Linked DNA regions of Mus musculus: region 1 is linked to region 2. Evidence: chromatin contacts called from public Hi-C data. All regions are on one chromosome and are shown on one strand. The core of a region is the stretch at or near the end of the contact, and the rest is flanking DNA. Distances in the headings are between cores, read along the strand shown.

What was found. A called contact is a pair of places that touch in the nucleus more often than the background predicts.
Region 1: a Hi-C map of cerebral cortex shows a contact between it and region 2, with 1.9 times the contacts expected there. The contact joins two enhancer-like sites. A contact is called at or near these places in 2 of 484 Hi-C or Micro-C datasets (cerebral cortex and nephron progenitors) and 1 of 9 other capture datasets (embryonic stem cells).

What each region holds. Positions count from the first base shown.
Region 1 is chr15:41,674,651-41,679,297 of GRCm38.p6, reverse strand. The region is part of intron 3 of Oxr1 (oxidation resistance 1); the gene reads right to left. Among named protein-coding and RNA genes, the nearest start is that of Abra, 190 kb to the left of the region's middle. Within about 2 kb of position 1,562, at least 16 of the 459 cell types and tissues checked have an H3K27ac peak or open chromatin away from gene starts, as enhancers often do. A contact at or near this core is called in cerebral cortex, where this site is marked.
Region 2 is chr15:41,491,504-41,496,478 of GRCm38.p6, reverse strand. The region is part of intron 1 of Oxr1 (oxidation resistance 1); the gene reads right to left. Among named protein-coding and RNA genes, the nearest start is that of Oxr1, 47 kb to the right of the region's middle. Within about 2 kb of position 2,663, at least 35 of the 459 cell types and tissues checked have an H3K27ac peak or open chromatin away from gene starts, as enhancers often do. A contact at or near this core is called in cerebral cortex, where this site is marked.

The DNA.
Region 1 (4,647 bases), core at 313-2,812, 180 kb before region 2:
CCTTCTTCTCTTAAGTTGCTTCTTTTATGATATTTGTTTACAGCTACAGCAAATATAATTTATTTATATTTCAATTATAATAGCTAAGGACCTTCTCCAGGTCATATACAGTGAATACATATATAAAATTCTCAAGAAATTAATAAAGATACTTTATTTTTAAAAACAAAAATCTGATTCATACCATTTCATGCACATAAGAGCCCTAATACTGAAACAGGAACATATAGAAAGAAGTGTTGGCAAGGGCATGCAAATTTGGAATTCTGGCGTATCACTACTGGTATATACAATGTATATATACAGTAGTCTATACAGTGGTACAGTGAGAAGTATGGTGGCTCTTCAAAACCTTAAGGCATCACCAAGAAAACTGAAAGGTGACACAGTTATTTTCTTAACTGTATTATACTGATAACAGCATTCTTTAAATAGCCTGAAGGAAGAAGCAGTCAAATTGTCCATCAAGAGATTAGTACAAATTCAGTATGCTATAGGGTATTGGTCATCAATCTTTCTAATTCTGTGGCCCTTTAATATAGTTTCTTATGTTGTGGTGAACCCCAAACATAAAATTATTTTTTGTGGCTGTTCCATATCTGTAATTTTGCTACTGTTATTAACTGTGATATAAATATCTGTGGTTCCTGATGTTCTTAGGTGACTCCCTGTGAAGGAATTGTTCAACCCCAAAGAGGTTATAAACCACAGGTTAAGAGCTACTGCTATGTGGCTATGGTATTGAAATTTAGAAGGAAGGCTCTTCCAGGCTAGTGAACTGCTCAGTGGGAATAGACACTTGCTGCTAAGCATGACCTGAGTTTGGTCCCTGAAACTCGCATGGTGGGCAAGAACTGACTCCTGTAAGTCACCATCTGACCCCAACACATGCTTCAAGGCACACATGCATGTATGTACAGATACACACACACACACACACACACACACACATGCACACTAAATAAATAAATAAATAAATAAATAAATTCAATAAAATAATTTTAAAAAGAAATTATTATCTCTATGGAAGTGTCCAATAAAAACAGGTCTACTGCATTTTTTAAAGAAAATATTTCATTCATAATTTTATATAGAAATGGTTGGATTAATATCAGTTTGGATATCGTGCACTAAACAAAGTGGGTTGTTAACTAAAAGTCCTTAGACAGACTTGCTCCTGTGGTAAATTTTAAAGTTACACTTCTTTTCTTTATATTTATATAGAGACATGAAGAAAAACACATTTGCAGGGCTGTATGTCAATCAAATGTAATCCGACATCCTAAGGTAAACAGCGTCTCTTTTGCTCAGTGACTTCTCACTGGTAGTAGGTCCACAAGTTTAATTGATTCCAATAGGAACAATTCAGATACACCTAAAGGAACATTTGAATAACTAGTGTTATTCTTTGATGTTCTAAAACTTACACTAATGGAAAATCTTGAAACATTCTTGCCTGCTTCCCCCCTTTACCAGGATGATGCTTGTTAACAGAATGCTCATAAAGGCAAAGGACTGCGGAAGGCTGGGCACACGCATGCGCGGTTGCTAGGGAACTTGCTTTCCATTTGTGTGCTGCGCAGATCTCTTTCTCCTTGGATTCGTGTTTTGTTAAGACTATCATCCTGTGAATCATTCAGAAGAAGATTTTCTTCTTTGCCCCAGTTACGAAGCAGGATAAGAATGAACGTGCAAATATTTAGAATGTTAATTCTGTCAACATTGCTTAAGCCAGTGCCAATGAGATTATCTACAATAACACATACAACTATCCAGCGTGCTCTCTCAAGCATGGCACAGTGCAGGCTTCACTGAATGTATACAAAATGACCTAGAGGTTTTAGAGGCACCAACTCCATATTTTTTCTAAATTCTCCTGTAAGTAAAGCTTGCCTTTAGATTCCACCATGGAAAGGTACTCGAAAGGCCTTTGAAAGCAGACCACGGGAAACCACTGCTTTCCTCCTTTAATGATAAAGGCCTAACGGGCGCAGAGATCAGACCTTTGCAGGGCTCCCTGAAATCGGTACCAATTTTCCTCATCAGTGCCATGGAGGCCTAGAACCCCTGCCAGGAGCTCCTACTTATTCTGGCACTTCCTGGTCTTTGAAAAGCAGCATCAGTTTTCCCTACCCTCCATCACCAGCCCTTTTATAGCTCTGCAGGCATATAACTACTTGTCTGAAGTTTCTTCTTGCTTAAATTCTTAAAGTTACATTTTGCTTTCTTAAGGGAGTCATGGTCAAGGTAGAATCAACTCACCATTAAACACCCACCGGGAGGCAGTCACTTACTGCCATTAAAAGCTAGTTCCATGGTCTAAAAATGACAGTAGCTGTTCATTATGCTTTAAACATATAATCTCTACAGAATCCTTTCCTTTTCTTGGGTATGTGGCTATTTGTAGTTTAATATTAATGCGGTCTCCCAGACCAGTTTGCACTAGAGGGTCCGCACTACAAGTAGCTTCTGGGAACCCGACCCAAGTTGATTCTGATCGGTAAATAAAGATAGCAGCAGCCAATAGCTGGGGAGGACAGACAGAGGCTGGAGTTTAGGATTTCCTGGACTTAGGATCAGGAGGAGAGGAAGAAGGAGATCCACCATGCTTTGGGAGATTGTAGAAAGAGGAGAGACTCAGCGGCTACCATGGGGTAGAGAAGCAAGGTGGGCACCCTGGGCTCTGAGCCGAGAAAGCATGGCCCAGAGGGGTCCAGAGCGACCAAGATGGAACATAGAAACTAGTGAGTATTAACTCAAAATTATCGGCAGGAGCAAGATTCTAGCAGCATAGAGCCTAGGTAATCAACCAGCTGTTGTGCTGCTTAAGGTATATTAAAATGTAAAGACTGTGTTTTTTATTCGGGAACATCAACCATTGAGGCAGGAAGCAACTCCATGCCAACCATAATTAATAATTAATACTACATGGCTGTTCATATAATATCTGTTATATTATCTCATCGGCATCATTAAAATCTTGACCCTATAACAATGGAATAACTCATCAACATGAAACCGAGAAAATGCCAGAAAATGTCACCCAGAGTTAATATGGACATATTTCCTTCATCACTTTGGCCTTAAGCCAAATAATGAGATTTTTTTAAAAAAAAAACCTATTTGCATAACAGATTTGAAATATTTAAGGGGGCTTTAATGATATGCAGTAATGCCATGACGGTTTTACAGAAGAGAATTGGAATTTAAAAAGGAACAAAAAAAAAATCAACAACAAAGCTTATAAACCACACTGGAAATTTCCTAAAACCAATAACTCCATGATTGTATTTATGCAAATATATGCATATGTGTAATTTTCTCAAAATAAAAACCCTTGGCAGAAATATAGATTTGGAAGAAAAACATCTTTTTCTGAACTTTTAAAGTTCTTTATAATAATTTCATGTCTAAGAAGTTCTGCTCATATTTCTTGGAGCACTTAAGTTCTGTGTTCTCCATCCTTGGGTGTTGCCATCCGCTAACAAACATTTTAGGACACTTACTCATTTGTTTCCTTATAAACTTCTTTTGCTTTAGGATTTCAGGTTGGGATATTCATAAGAGTCTCCAAGCATAGCCTTAGCTTTGAAACAGACTATACATATCTAGAGCATCAACTCTGCAGGTCGTGGAAAGGCAATCTATTAAATGAGTGAAATAGTGTGCTCTGTTTATCAAAGACTAAACAGAAGGGTGTAGAATACAGCTCGTGGACAGAAGGCAGACTTATTCCATCTATTCTACTTGAGATCTCAGAAAAGTCATTTTTCATAAGACTCATTTTGTGCCTTTGCTAAGGAAAAGATTGTACACTGACGATGATGTTGTAAGGTGATGCACACTGCCAATGGCTAATGCAAGGCACAGCATTGGGCTTGGTCGGTCTCCTGGCATCTTATTCCATTTCATTATGCATTTCTGATCCAGTGCCTTTGACGATTCTACCCTCTTCCTGGCTTCTCTAGGTGTTCTTCGTATTTGAACCTCTTTCCCTGCTTTTACAGCATTCTCTGACACCCTCTCTTTCTGTACCTCATAAAACCCCAGGGGGGGGGGAACTACTTCCCCGCATCTAAGGTATGAATCACTAATTTTCCAAATGTAGTATTTCCAAGATGTTAGCAAGAATCAAAAGTTTGTTTGAGGGCAATATTAAAGATTAAAAATCCAGCCTATTAATTGTGAGTTTTATACCCATGGGTTAGAAGAACACTGAGTTAAAATTAGTTTTCAACTAATTTTCAAGGGTCCAGGAAGATGGCTCAGTGGGTCATGTGCTTGTGGTGAAAGCATAAGAACATTTTTGGATATTCAGAACCTACTGTAAATGCTGAGTAAGTAAGGCAGCCCACTTCTAATTTCATCGTGGAAAACAGAGCTGGAATACCTGGGGATACCTGGGCAGTAGCTAGACTTGCCACAAGGGAAAGCTCTACATGAACATGGCAGACATCTACTGAGAAGGCTCCCAAAGTCACTCTTTGTCTCCTTCCATTTGCACGCACATGAATCTGCATGCAAATGTTTGTTCCTGCATACCATAGGCATATGTGGAAAACAAAAGTTAGAAACTGTGTCTGTACTGAAAACGCCACTTTCTTCCTCAGGATGAAAAATATAGCGTACAAATCCCACAGCCTACTT
Region 2 (4,975 bases), core at 1,414-3,913:
TATGAAGAGGCCTTGCAACAAATCCACCTTCAAAGTAAGAAAGTCGCACCTTTTTAGGGGAGTCAATGTCAAGATTGTCCACCAAGAACAATAAATATCAGTAGTTTCCAGTTAAAGAGAGCAATGCTTTACAGCATTTGCATAAAGCACCATTCCAGAAAAGAAGCCCTTGAGCGGAGAAGTAAACCGTGTTTCTACCGTGAATTATGGCCTACTCTTAATTCTCAACAGGAGAATCTGGACCTGTGCCTTTAGCTGGCAGGCAGCCATGTTTTCTCCTCTCTCTCTCTCTCTCTCTCTCTCTCTCTCTCTCTCTCTCTCTCTCTCGTCACTCTTGGTGCCGTTTCACTCCTTTCACACTCCCAGAGGCTTTCCAAAACACCTTTAAAAAAGAGGTTTATCCTTGGTACTGAGTGAAACCCAGAGCTGTTCAGATGCACTGGGCCTCCCAACACGGCCACCCTCCCTCAGTAGCTCTACTTGGAAACTTCCACTTCTCCCCTGCTTCAGGGGCCCCTTAGGCCACCTGTGCTGTCATTCTCAGGTCCACTTCACCAACGTCTGCTTTGTAAAGTAAACTGCAGAAGGAAAATAAATGTGTACCCCAAGTCAAGCTATAGCATACATTATTTTGGTTGAAACGTGACCTGTGAGATTAATACACTACCAAGAAAAAGTACTTAATGTCATTTGTTGCATCAACCGATGAAACGCTCCAGAAGCTCTGCTTTGTAAGTTGTGATTTCAAACCCACTCTATACATCAATCAATTGCTTTAAACATATAATTTACAGAGTTAAGATGGATACTAGAGGTTTTTTTTAAGTGCTGTTGCCACATAAATTTCAATAGACTTGTATTATTACATCTTTTGCATGCTAATATTTTCAGCTGTCAAATGCTGAGAGCAATCAATAATGCAAGAATTCATCAAGCATGAAGTAAAAAAAAAATCAAGGAAAGGAGAAAGGTACTTTCAGCAGTGAAAAAGAATGATCATTGTGAAGACAGTGTTTTGTTTTGTTTTTTCTTATCCTTAAGAACTTGCTGGTAGAGAGGAAGGATACTGAGGGGACTCTTAGTTTATAATGTACGGTGTCCTCTGAGTTCTAGGTTAACACTTGATTAGCGTTGTTACAGGCAGAGTGAGGTAACTGACGTTTCCCAGGTCAGCTGCTAAAATAGTAAACCGTAGGGCTGATAATCCCACCCCTCCCCCATTATAAGATTATTCTCATCCTGTCTTTGATATAAGCAGAACACATGGATAAAAACAACTACTTAGGGATGTATAAAATCAATGATGAGATACCAAGGCAGGAGCAGGAAGTGAGAGAAGAAAATATCTGTGAAGCTTGGAAAAGAAGATAGTGAAGTCCAGTAAAAATCAGTCTAGAACATTCCACAGGGTGATATGAACACACCTAGGCACATCCACAATGTGGATTGTCTTAGTGTTTTACTGCTGTGAACGGACACCATGACCAAGGAAATTTTTATAAAGGACAACATTTAATTGGGGCTGGTTAACAGGTTTAGAGGTTCAGTCCATTATCATCAAGGTGGGAATGTGGCAGCATCAAGGCATACATGGGGCAGGAAGAGCTAAGAGTTCCACATCTTGTCCCTAACACAGCTAGGAGAAGGCTGGCTTCCAGGCAGCTAGGATGAGGGTTTTAAAGCCTGAGCCCACAGTGGCACATCTACTCCAACAAGGCCACCACACCTCCAAACAGTGCCACTCCATGGGCCAGGTGTACTCAAACAGGGACTTAGGAGGCCTCACCAGGTGATATTCAATGTAACTGCCATCATTGAATGGCTATAGTCACTACTTCAGCTCTAACACCCACAAGCACAAGGTCCAAATGAAGATGCACACTCCAGAAAACCAACAAATTTAGTTCCTCAAATTCCCACCAGACCACAAAAGGGTCACGTCTCAAAATGTATTTAATGTAGAAAGAGAGAGGGAGGGAGGGAGGGAGGGAGGGAGGGAGGGAGGGAGGGAGGGAGGGAGGGAGGGAGGGAGAAAGAGATGGAGACTATAATCACTCACTCATGGTCCTGCTGCTAACTTAAATTGAGGTGGGGAGCAAATCTGAAGGTCTTTTCATCACTCAGCAAACCATTCTGCTGAGTTTTCACTTGGGCTAACTGGCCTATTCACAGAAAGTCTACAGTGTAACAAATAAAGGAACGCCTTTCTTCCTTCCGCTGGAGGCTACCAAGGAAACCATTTATCTTTAGGGAGATATCCTCTCAAATATTCCTCTACAACATGGCCTGAGGGGAGATGGCTATAGCTGCTGTTAATACAATTTTTGTCAGGAAGATAAGTTTCCTCATTGAAAGGGTAAATGGAAGCAGAAAAGTTTTCTGCAAACTGTCATATTTCACCAGAAAAAGGCCTTTTTAAAATTCCCTTGGAGTTGGAGTTTGACTTTCCTCTTTTCGAAAGAACGAGCGTTAATTGCTCTCCTTCGGGTGGGGAAGATGTGCTTGGTGTCTTTGATCCCAACCAAGGCAAAAACTTTAATTCTCTGAAAGGACTGTCCTTTTCCATGAAATTGCTTTCCTTCTGCACACAAAATAGGCCAGTCACCATTCGGAACGTGAGCTGCTTTAGTGGGCTGTGATTTTCCGTAGACAAAGCAAGTCTCTGTACAGCTTGCCCTTCTGGCCCCTTGAGGAGGGAGGTCGATGTCTTGCCATCTTTTTCTCTGGGCACCATTCCATTGCCACATCACTGGCTCCATTTCAACACCATCACTCCACAGAAGGCTTCTGGACCGACACCAACCCTAAATTACTTCTGCTGAAAAAAATCTCAAGGAAAGAAGAGACTGCAAAGCAATTGGTTTCCAGAAAATGGTATGATGCAGCCAAGTCAGCTTAATAAATTGGATAAAGAATCATTACAAAACCCCTGGGTTATGATAAAGACTGTGGGTCGCACATGCGACTGTGAGTGACCTTGGGAACATAGAAGCTCCTAGAAATATGAACTCCACCTACTTAGGCAGTAAGATAAATATACTCATTCAAAAGAAGGAGTAACTTGAATCCTTCCTCCCTCAATTGATAAATGAGGGAGGCTTCCTCAATTGTTAAATGACAGCTACAGAGAGATTTGCTATTTGACTTGGCTCCAGTGATGAAAACTATATTTAAAAAATTGTCCTCACTTTCCAACCACTTAGAAACAGAAATATATATGTGTATGTGTGTGTGTGTGTATATATATATATATATATATATATATATATATATATATATATATATATATGTATATATTGAATAAAAGAGTGTGGTAAGGAAGAGGAGGAGGGAAGAAAATCAGCTTGATTCAGAAACAAAGAAAGATACCAGAAGTCTTGCCAGTAAGACAAACAGGGGGGCAGATACCACCCAATGAAATTCAAAACTTTCTCTGAAGCTCCAAGAGGCTGCCAAAGAGATCTCAGCAAGGAAGACTGCCACTCAGAGAGATGGTACGACTCTTCCAACCAGTTAAATTGAAGCAAATAATCATAACAGTAAATATCACAAAACACAGTTTTTAAAGCTAGAAATAAAACTCAGTGGTAGCGGACTTCCTTGGCATTTCTAAGGCCCTGGGTCTAGAATTTTTAAAGGCTATAGTATTTTCTTTCAATTAATAGGATTGATTTCATTACATTTAGGGCAGAATTCTTTGTAGGTATATAAGCAGTATAGATACTCAGGATACATAAATTATGCAAAAGGGACTACTGTGGATTAATACAGCCATGTTTATCTGCTGTGGCCTCTTGGCATATATTAACCTTATTGTTCCTCATCTAATTTGATTAGTTATATAACTAGTTCATTTTCTTTGTTTTTTTTTTTTCTAGTATCCGAATTTACAAGTGAAAGACAGGGTTTTTGGATATACTTTGTATAGATGAATGCAAACCTAGTTTCTCAGTTTTAGTAGGTTAGCTAACAACAACACAAACTCTTGAGCTATTAAAAGGTGTTTGTTGGAAAAATGGTCAGTGGAGAGAGAGTAATGGCAGGTCCCTTACAGAAGGGTACAACGGAGGTGTCCTGCCATAGCAGCTGAGTTCCAGAGCTGCTCAAAATAGGAATTCTCAGCAAGCACTCTGATGTGTACAGGAGGATCGTTCCGTTCTTCCTCATCCTGCGTGTCTCTGTGTGCTCTGATGGCATCCTAGCTAGAAAGTCATCTAGGTCAAGAGCCAGTGAGAAATCCACACTAAGCTTGATTAGCCTTTATGTAAAATTCATCAATAAACTGATCTATATTTAAAATCAAATCTTAAATGCAGAATGTCCACTTGAGCCAAAATGAAGTACTATTGAATCTGTATTCTTAATCATGTTCAGATTAAATTTCATTAAAAAAGAAAAAAAACTGTCCACAATAATGTTTAAAAATTGAAGTTACTCATTTTAATCTTTTGAAAGAGAAAACAAATACACTGAGCCACCCACTTCCCTAGACTCACCTGTACCAGAGCAGCTTAACTCTGAATCCTTACAGGGATGCACATTAACAAAGAAAGAGTAATATGATTTAATACTGTGAGTTTAACTATCTACCTTCATTAGGATCATTACAGTAAGTAAATGAATCTCCAGCAACCAAGAGAGGAAAGACAGCAGATATTACATAAAACATAATGTGGCAGGATTTTCCAAACAGCCCTGGATGTCTCCAGTGAATGTTCTTTTTAATGAAGATTGACGGAAGTATTCAAAGTATAAAGTATGTCATTATTTTGTAGATATTCCATCCTGGAAAACTAAGGTCTCCAGATATTTTTATTAGTCCATGTGTGACTATATCTAATGAATAAAGCAAAAAGCTTTGGGTTTTTGTCTGTTTGCTTGTTTGAGTCGATGTTGAAGGTAAAACAGAATGGCCTCAGTCTTCTATAAGCAAACTCCTGATGTTCTTGCGTCTGTCTTCCAGCTACTCAGATTA